2 separate regions of the Triticum aestivum genome follow, and region 2 is linked to region 1. Evidence: chromatin contacts called from public HiCAR-type data. All regions are on one chromosome and are shown on one strand. The core of a region is the stretch at or near the end of the contact, and the rest is flanking DNA. Distances in the headings are between cores, read along the strand shown.

Region 1 (4,083 bases), core at 670-3,169:
AAACCATAATATAGTTCTGACTTGGTTCGGCCTTAGTTCCTTGAAGCAACTATACTCCCTTGCGACTATATTGAGGTTGCAACTGAATGAACAGTAACATTGACTAAAATACAATAGGAAGGTCTAAATATTCATGTGATTGATATCACATTATTTTGATTGACAGGCTTAATGTTTCGTGATTCAGACCTTGCTACTTTTAATTGTCTGATGAACACATTGCTGAATCATTTCATATCGTCATGGTGAATTCTTTTTGAGTGCTGCTTTCCAGAGTTTCCTTGCAAGAAAATCTTTGGACTCACAGCTGCAGCGAATGGGGGCATTATCATCAGCTGAAAGTATCTCTCAATCTGATAGCATTAACGATAAATTTAAAAAATGTAAGGTATGGTGATGTTTAGTATGGTGCTTTAGACAGTTTTACATGTATCGTATTCATGCTTAATACATGCTTGGCAGTGTGGGTTGAGCATGGTGATGAGCTAAGCCTTGAATATGCTGGTTCTTATGCCTTAAAGGGAGACCTTGTAAGGTAATTTCTAGCATACCATCTTTCCTGAATCAACTTTGTTATGTCTATATCGTCAAGTTCTTGACAACTCAAATAACACAGGTATGGAAGGCAGACACTGCCTGGATTGATTAAAGATGGCATGAGCGCTCTTTCCCGGTATTATTTGAACAATTCTCATGATGGAGTGCGACAAGTAAGTTGTGAACGTATGGTCGTTTCTGATGTTCCACACGAACTATCTTGCATTCCCGCCTAATATTTGCTATCATGAATAGATGTCCTACTTTTATCAGAAAATAATTGTTTTTAGGGTATGTTTCTTTCAGTTAGCTTTTGATACAGTTTGTTCGTTGCTAGATTATAACTTGCCCCCGCGTTCATGCTAGATTATCACTTGTAACACCTGTTCTTAGTACTAGAGTTTATATTTTACAAAGTTGTGCTAATCGTATGGTTCTTCTGAAACCAAAAATTTCAACTCTAGGATGCTCTAGATCTTATCAGTGGTTACTAAACGGTCAGCAAAAGCAGTTCTTCTCCTTTTCAAATCATTGGATTTGAATCTGCACCAGTAAGCAGCCTTGTCCATCTTCTCTGCCTTAGTATGGTTCCTCTCATTTATAGATGGTTTTTGCAACTCTTCCTATTCTTCAACCAACCATGCAGCATTAACCATGCAATCGATTCTGACATAAGTTTTGCATTTGCTGGGAAAAAGTATCTTCCTGTGGCGTCGGCAATCATAGTTGGTGGGATCACTGTCACAACTTTCACTCTTAGTCAAGGTCTGCCTTGTACTCATCTTGGCTCCGTAGGTTCCTGTTTAGCACCGTGTATTACTGATCTCGTCTTCCCATCTGCAGTTGGACGGAGCGCACAACACCTCATCTCGTCCATCATCTTTGCTGGCTTGACAGCCGGAGTGATAGCCTTGGTGAAAGCGAATGGGAAGCAGCTCTGCTCTAGACCCCGATTATGCGGTCTGATCTAGTTGGCGGTCCCTTTTCTCTTGTCCAGTTCTCAGAGCTTTGTTGCTGGAATCTGAATGGGTATGAAGTGTTGATAGCAAGCTACGTGTCCGCTGTCAGCGTAGATAGATTAAGCAAGGGAAAGGTTGGCTTGCTGGTCCGGTTAATCTGAAGTAAATTTTGTAACACCTGGTTAGATTGTCTGGTTTCCTGGTAAATAGTGGATTGTGCAGTCAGAGACACGCCATCTTGTAGTAATGAAAATTAAGGTTAAATTGTAACATTGAATTCTACCGCACAGTTTCTGTATCTTAAACTTGTGAAATTGTCTACACAGAATTTAAAATTACTGAATTCGACAGGCATACTCCAGAGTGAGAGGTTGGCTCTTGTATAATGCCAGCTTAACCAAGGACAGACAGGCGTAAGCTGCCCAAAAATAAGCGCTCCCGAGATAGTGGTGGCAGGCCACGGTTCAAGGCTATCAACAAAACAGGTAGCCAGCAAAAAAAAGACCGTCCCTGTTTTGCTCTCTTTCATCCCTCTCTTTGCCGGCTGCCATCCACATTGGGATCTCGAATTCACCTTGGATTTTGTAGCGTAGGGCAAGGCCGCGCCTTTTCTCAGGCTGCCCTGCTGCGTCAAGTGTCTTCTGTCGCAGGTGAATCGGTCTAAATGTCTCCGTATTTTTTGCTGGATTTCGGCTACCTGCAGATAAGGCGGCATGGCATCTTGGGATTTAGCTGATCTCCTCTCTGTTGTCTGCTCTGCTGGCTGGCTTAACATGAAGTTTTCAACACAGGAGGGATCTAATAGCTGGGATTCTTGGTGGCACCGATCACGAAAGGATTCAAAGCAATATACTGAAATAAAGTTTCAGCACACGGAACCTAAGCGTGCAGCTGATGGCAATCACTGATGATCCGAAGAAAGAGGCATCAACTTGGTCCATTTTTAATTGGAATAACAAAGCAGGTAAGGTTGAGGGGGTTTCCTGCATCCAGTTCCAAGGGTAGAAACAACCACCCCCTTTTTTTCTGACAAGAATGCTAACTACTATCTGCTACCAGAGCCGGAGGTCGAGCAACCGAGAATGAGAAGCACCCAAGAGATCCTCACAAAATATAAATTCAACGGGGTATTATATTTCTCCACCTTTGAATTTTACATCTACCCCTATATTGCTTGTCTCTTGCTGATTTAGCTAGTAGCTGTAAATTGCGCTCCAGGATGCTGCCGCGGCAGCGGCGCACGCAAAGGATAAGCTCATGGAGCGGCAGGAGAAACTCGCGGTAAAACGATTTGGTTCCTTCTGTTGTTCAATCGACACCAAGTGAGTACGGTAAATCTTGACGACACTGATATCCTGTTTCTTGGATGCCAGAAAATGGTCGAAGAATCCGCAGAGTTTGAGAGCGAGGCGGAAAACTTTGCCACCCTCGGTCAGCAGATCAGGAAATCCCTGGAGACCAAGAGATGGTGGTGGCCATCGTGACTCACAAACCAATCGTCCGGTCATCGAGCGATGTGATGTAGTAGCTTAAAAAACACTCTTATATTATGAAACGGAGGGAATAATGCCAATGCGTTTAGCATGCCTGGCTGCTGTACTGCTCTGCGCATGCTAAATGAAACGAAACCAAGACGCTACCTTTTAGCAACAAGTGGGAATGATTGTGGACGGATACATGTATCTACTCTACTTAGTTTTAATAATTTCGTGATGGGGATGGCTGACGACCGTGCGATTAACTTCTCACCCGCCAGCGCCATACATCACATGTACTAACTCTTATCTTGGACGGATAAATGGTACGAGGAGGCATATTTTGCTTGCGGACTGAATGGTGCTAAGAGGGGACACGGGTGGCGTATACCAGCCATCGGTTGGAGGCTTCTCCGATTGGACTGTCCATCGATGAGGTTAGGCTGCTACTAGTTCCCTTTTCCACTTGCCACGTCGGACGGAGGGAGTATGACCCTATAAACAGAGACAGGAGCCTGTAGTGTAGCATCAATTAACTATCCTGTGGTTGTACGTAGCATAGATTAGACCCTGTTTGTTTCATAAGTCCTAAGACTTTTTTAAGTTCCAACTTATAAGTCATAAGTCCCTACCTGTTTGTTTATAGGGACTTATAAGTTTCGAATCCCTACCTGTTTGTTTACAGGGACTTATAAGTCCATGTTGCACCGCTGCAACGAGGCTCAGGAGAGGGCTTGTCCGGTGATTGGAGGCACCGCTGCAACGAACCGAGTCAGAACGAACCGAGATCGGGCGGCGACGGGGCGGCGAACCGAGACAGAACGAACCGAGGCGGGGCGGCGACGGGGCGAGAGGCGGGGCGGCGACGGGGCAGAACGAACCAAGGCGGGGCGGCGACGGGGCGAGTGGCGGGGCGGCGGCGGCGATTGGACCGAGAGGCAGGCGGCGTGCGGGGAACGAGCCTGGAGCGACGCGGGGTAGGTCCGGCCCGGAATAAGTCCCAATAAACTCCTCTTTAGAGTCTTATTTGATAAGTTTCAAATCACCACAGTAAGTCCCAATAAGTTCCTTATGTTTGGTTTAGGTGGGACTTATAAGGACATTTTTAAGCC
Region 2 (4,083 bases), core at 739-3,238, 230 kb after region 1:
GAGATGTCATTTGATGCATACGATAGTACTTTTCACTGATTCTAGGCTAAGGCCTTCTTTTCAAAGGAAAATTTTCTTTGGAGCCATCTCGTTTGTAGTAATGGATTTCTATTCCTATGTAGGATAAAAACCAATCCCTCACATTAAAAAAACATTAGTCTAAACTCAATGAAAAAAAATTATATCCTCTGCATCAAATGACATCTCTTTCCATCTACGAATTGACATACGATCACCTCACTTCATATGCTTTTTCCTATTCCTATGATATTCCCATCCTATGAACCAAAAAGGCCTACTTTTTGCCTTTCAAAGGTGAAGGATGGGTTCTTATCCTACATACAAATAGGAATCCATTTCTACAAACCAAAGAGCTCCAAAGAAAAATTTCCTACAAAATTCCTATCCTTTATGATTCCTAAAAAATTCATGTAAACCAAAGGGCTCCTTCGAGTGGCATGCCCACTTGAACTCTATAGGGTTAGTAGAGAGTGTTTGATGCCATAGAAAAAACAAAAAAATTATAAAAAAAGAATGGAGTGAATGTTAGATTTCCTATGAAATATAGTACACATGATTCTTTAGAAAAAATCCATAGGAATTATAGGATTTAATCCTGTGAATCAAACGACCAACTTAGAAAAAATTCTTATTGATTCTAACCATCCAAAAATCCTAGGGAATTTCCTTGAATCAAAGTAGCCCTAGGAGCGAAAAAAAGGTTGCAAAGACAAAGCTCACAAGGAAGATAATTAGGATAGTCATTATTGGCACACGTGTCTAACATAATGCTCCTACTCCAAAAGGAGACATTAACTTCACCAATTTGGTTGATGAAGCACAATTCTTCGTGCAACCTTTCTAGTGGCAGAGACAGCCCCAGGCAGTCTGTCCGTTGCTTGAGGCCCAGTTCATTCGTTATCTGTAGCTAGAGTACTACAGTAAATGAAGGCGGTCTATGCCTTGATCCAAGCTAATGCCGCCAATGACCCTTCCTAGGCACTTTATTCAGCCCGAGAATAAAGCAAGCTGTGACTTCCCTTCATTCTCCAAGAAGCTACCCACAAGATAATATAGGTCACTCATTCCTCCTAATCGAATGGTTAATATTGACTAGTACTTCACTTTTTTTGAACACATTACAGACGCAGACGCTCATACACTCACCTCTATGAGCGTAGACGTAGGCTGATACTCCACTTCTAGTGTTAGAGAGTACCATCACTCAATATAATGAAGTACCATGACCAAAAGGTTAATATTGTCTCTGTGTATATTTTTCAATGGCCATAATGGCCTCTAATTTCCTAAACCCTAGATTCACGTGAACTGTCAATTTTGGTGGCGGCAATGCATCACATGTCCGGTTTGTGTTCCGCAACAGCTGGTTGGACATGGATTGCCACAGATGCCCAAAAGCATGCAGCGTATCAAACACCTTCAACTTACGACCTTCCCGTCGGGAAAAAGTTAATTTTAAATAAACAAGTCTCTTATATTGGAAAGAGGAAGTATAAGAGAAAAAAAAACCCGATAAGTCCCAAACATTTAGATTTTGCCCATAGTAAATTGAACGTTTTTTATGGCAGTTGACATGAGGATGGCAAGTTTAGTTGATAATTATACATTAACTAAAGTAGACATAAAAAAGCTCTATTTGCCATCGGCAAAATCCAGACGCCCGGAATCTTTTCCCAAAAAAGCACTAGTATAGTCCCAAAAAAAAGTAACCAGTCAAAAAAACAAGTTAGCGGCGTCAGAGTCCACCCGCGGCAGTTCACACGTGCCAGCTCCCGTGGCTGGACCCGGGTCCGACCGCCATCCCGGTCCGAGTCGACCGCACCGCGTCCAACTCCATAGTCCATACCCAATTCCATCGCGATGCCGACGCGCACCTTCCCCTTCCCCCGTCCCCCCGCCCCGCCTCGCCAGCGCGCGCTCCCTCGCACGCGCCAGCGATCTCCCTCCCTCTCGCGCGTATATAGAAACCTCGCGTTTGCCGATCCCGACCACCGCTAACCCCAGTCCCTTCCACCCTCCCGGACGCACAAGATCCTCGGCGACCGGCGCGGCCGTGGTGGTACACGACTGGACTAGCTAGCCATCCATCGCTGCGGCGCCGTCGCCCAATGGCCCGGCTCGCCCTCTCCGACTGCCGCGGTCTCACGCCGCTCCGCGCGCGCAGCCGCGGCAGCGCCATTGCGCTGCCGTCGCCGCCCCACCTCGCCGCGGGGCCGCGTCGCGCCGCGCCCGCCGCCATCCACCGCGACTGGGCGCTCCGCGTCGCCGCGCCCACCCGCCTCGCCTCCGTCTTCGAGGAGGATAGAAGGGGTCTCGGGGGAGCGGAGGAGGCCGGGAGCTCTTCGGCCGGGTTTAACCCGGGGGCGCCGCCGCCGTTCGGCCTGGCGGAGATCCGCGCGGCCATCCCGAAGCACTGCTGGGTCAAGGACCCGTGGCGGTCCATGAGCTACGTGCTGCGCGACGTCCTGGTCGTGCTCGGCCTCGCCGCCGCCGCCGCGCGGGCCGACAGCTGGCTCGTCTGGCCGCTCTACTGGGCCGCGCAGGGCACCATGTTCTGGGCGCTCTTCGTCCTGGGGCACGACTGGTACGGGCCGTCCTCCCTCCGTACCCCAGACCCAAAGATTGGGCTTCCATGCCGGTTTTAGCCTGAAACCACAATGTTTGTCTCTTGTCCTGTAACGACTGTTTTGGTGTTTGCAGTGGGCATGGGAGCTTCTCAAGCAACCCAAAGCTGAACAGCGTGGTCGGCCACATACTCCATTCCTCAATTCTCGTTCCATACAACGGGTGGTACGATGAGTGCATGTTGTATTTTCTTCTTTGTTGTGGAATTGTTATTGATGCTAAGAAAGGCGGCGCCTTGTGTGAACGTTATTGCAGGAGGATCAGCCACAGGACGCACCACCAGAACCACGGCCATGTGGAGAAGGACGAATCCTGGCACCCGGTAGGTCTTTGGCTCTTTGCTTCTCGGTGGGTTCATGCATGCATAATTCTTCAGAGAGGTGGCGTTTTGGTGAGTTGTGCTTGATGATTCCTTGAATTGTGATAATTTGCAGCTACCCCAGAGGCTGTACAATAGCCTGGACAATATGACAAAGAAGTTGCGGTTCAGCATGCCATTTCCCATGCTTGCATTCCCCTTATACTTGGTGAGGCACAAAGCTGCTTGATTTTACCGCGACGTGTGAATTGGTTGGTCTTGTTTTCTAACATGGTAAATTCTTGTTGTGTGCAGTTTGCGAGGAGCCCTGGCAAGGAAGGCTCACACTTCAACCCGAACAGCGATTTGTTCCAACCTAATGAGAACAAGGATGTGCTAACATCCACTGCATCCTGGCTGGCAATGATTGGGGTTCTTGCAGGTCTGTCCTTTGTGATGGGGCCTCTTAAAATGCTAAAGCTCTATGCAGTCCCATATGTGGTAAGAGCTTCACGCCTTTCATCAGACGCCCAATTTCGGCAAGCTTAGAATTTGGATAAGCCAATTCATGTGATTAATTTTGGTGAACCCATGTGCAGATATTTGTTATGTGGCTGGATTTTGTCACATACTTGCATCATCATGGTCACGAAGACAAGGTTCCCTGGTATCGTGGAAAGGTAAATATCATGGTTGAATCAGATTTGCAATGAATCAATGCTTCAGGATAACTGCTTAACGTTCGAAATACAATGGCCTGATGCATTATTATTTGTTAAAATGACAGAAAATACGGGTTTGCTGTTTTAAGTAGAATATGCATGTGGAAAACAAAAATCTAAGCATAATCGATGTTCTTAAAGAAAATGGCAAATATAGTAGTTTGAAAAATATTTAATGGAAGGTTCATAAGGGCACATCCCGCCAACATACGTTGATTGTTCAGTTACATTTATTTCTGACTTCTCCTCTAAATTGTTAGTTCTTCTGGTCTGTAATTCAACCTTTGACATGTGTGGTACTTATTCAAGAGAGGTATCACGTGTTATGCCCAAGTGGCAAATGTTTCCTTCAGTCAGAAGAGTAATCCTAGCGGTGGATGTTAGAAATGGAAGATATAATGTTTCCCAGTAGCTGCT

The links. HiCAR-type assays count read pairs that join an accessible place to other places.
Region 2: a contact with region 1 is called in a HiCAR-type map of leaf, with 3 times the contacts expected there. The contact joins the promoter of LOC123092458 here to the promoter of LOC123092457 in region 1. A contact is called at or near these places in 1 of 5 Hi-C or Micro-C datasets (leaf) and 1 of 1 datasets of contacts at active chromatin or transcription factors (leaf).

Annotation. Positions count from the first base shown.
Region 1 is chr4B:417,592,602-417,596,684 of IWGSC CS RefSeq v2.1, forward strand. LOC123092457 reads left to right here and starts at 1,920. Exons shown (of 5, transcript XM_044514241.1): 1 at 1,920-2,146; 2 at 2,288-2,460; 3 at 2,556-2,623; 4 at 2,715-2,777; 5 at 2,870-3,711. The coding sequence starts at 2,391. The coding sequence ends at 2,980. LOC123092456 (phosphoinositide phosphatase SAC8) reads left to right here. Exons shown (of 16, transcript XM_044514239.1): 12 at 275-383; 13 at 463-535; 14 at 617-710; 15 at 1,236-1,302; 16 at 1,381-1,839. The coding sequence ends at 1,508.
Region 2 is chr4B:417,824,339-417,828,421 of IWGSC CS RefSeq v2.1, forward strand. LOC123092458 (omega-3 fatty acid desaturase, chloroplastic) reads left to right here and starts at 1,989. Exons shown (of 8, transcript XM_044514242.1): 1 at 1,989-2,605; 2 at 2,722-2,811; 3 at 2,902-2,968; 4 at 3,081-3,173; 5 at 3,260-3,445; 6 at 3,544-3,624. The coding sequence starts at 2,130.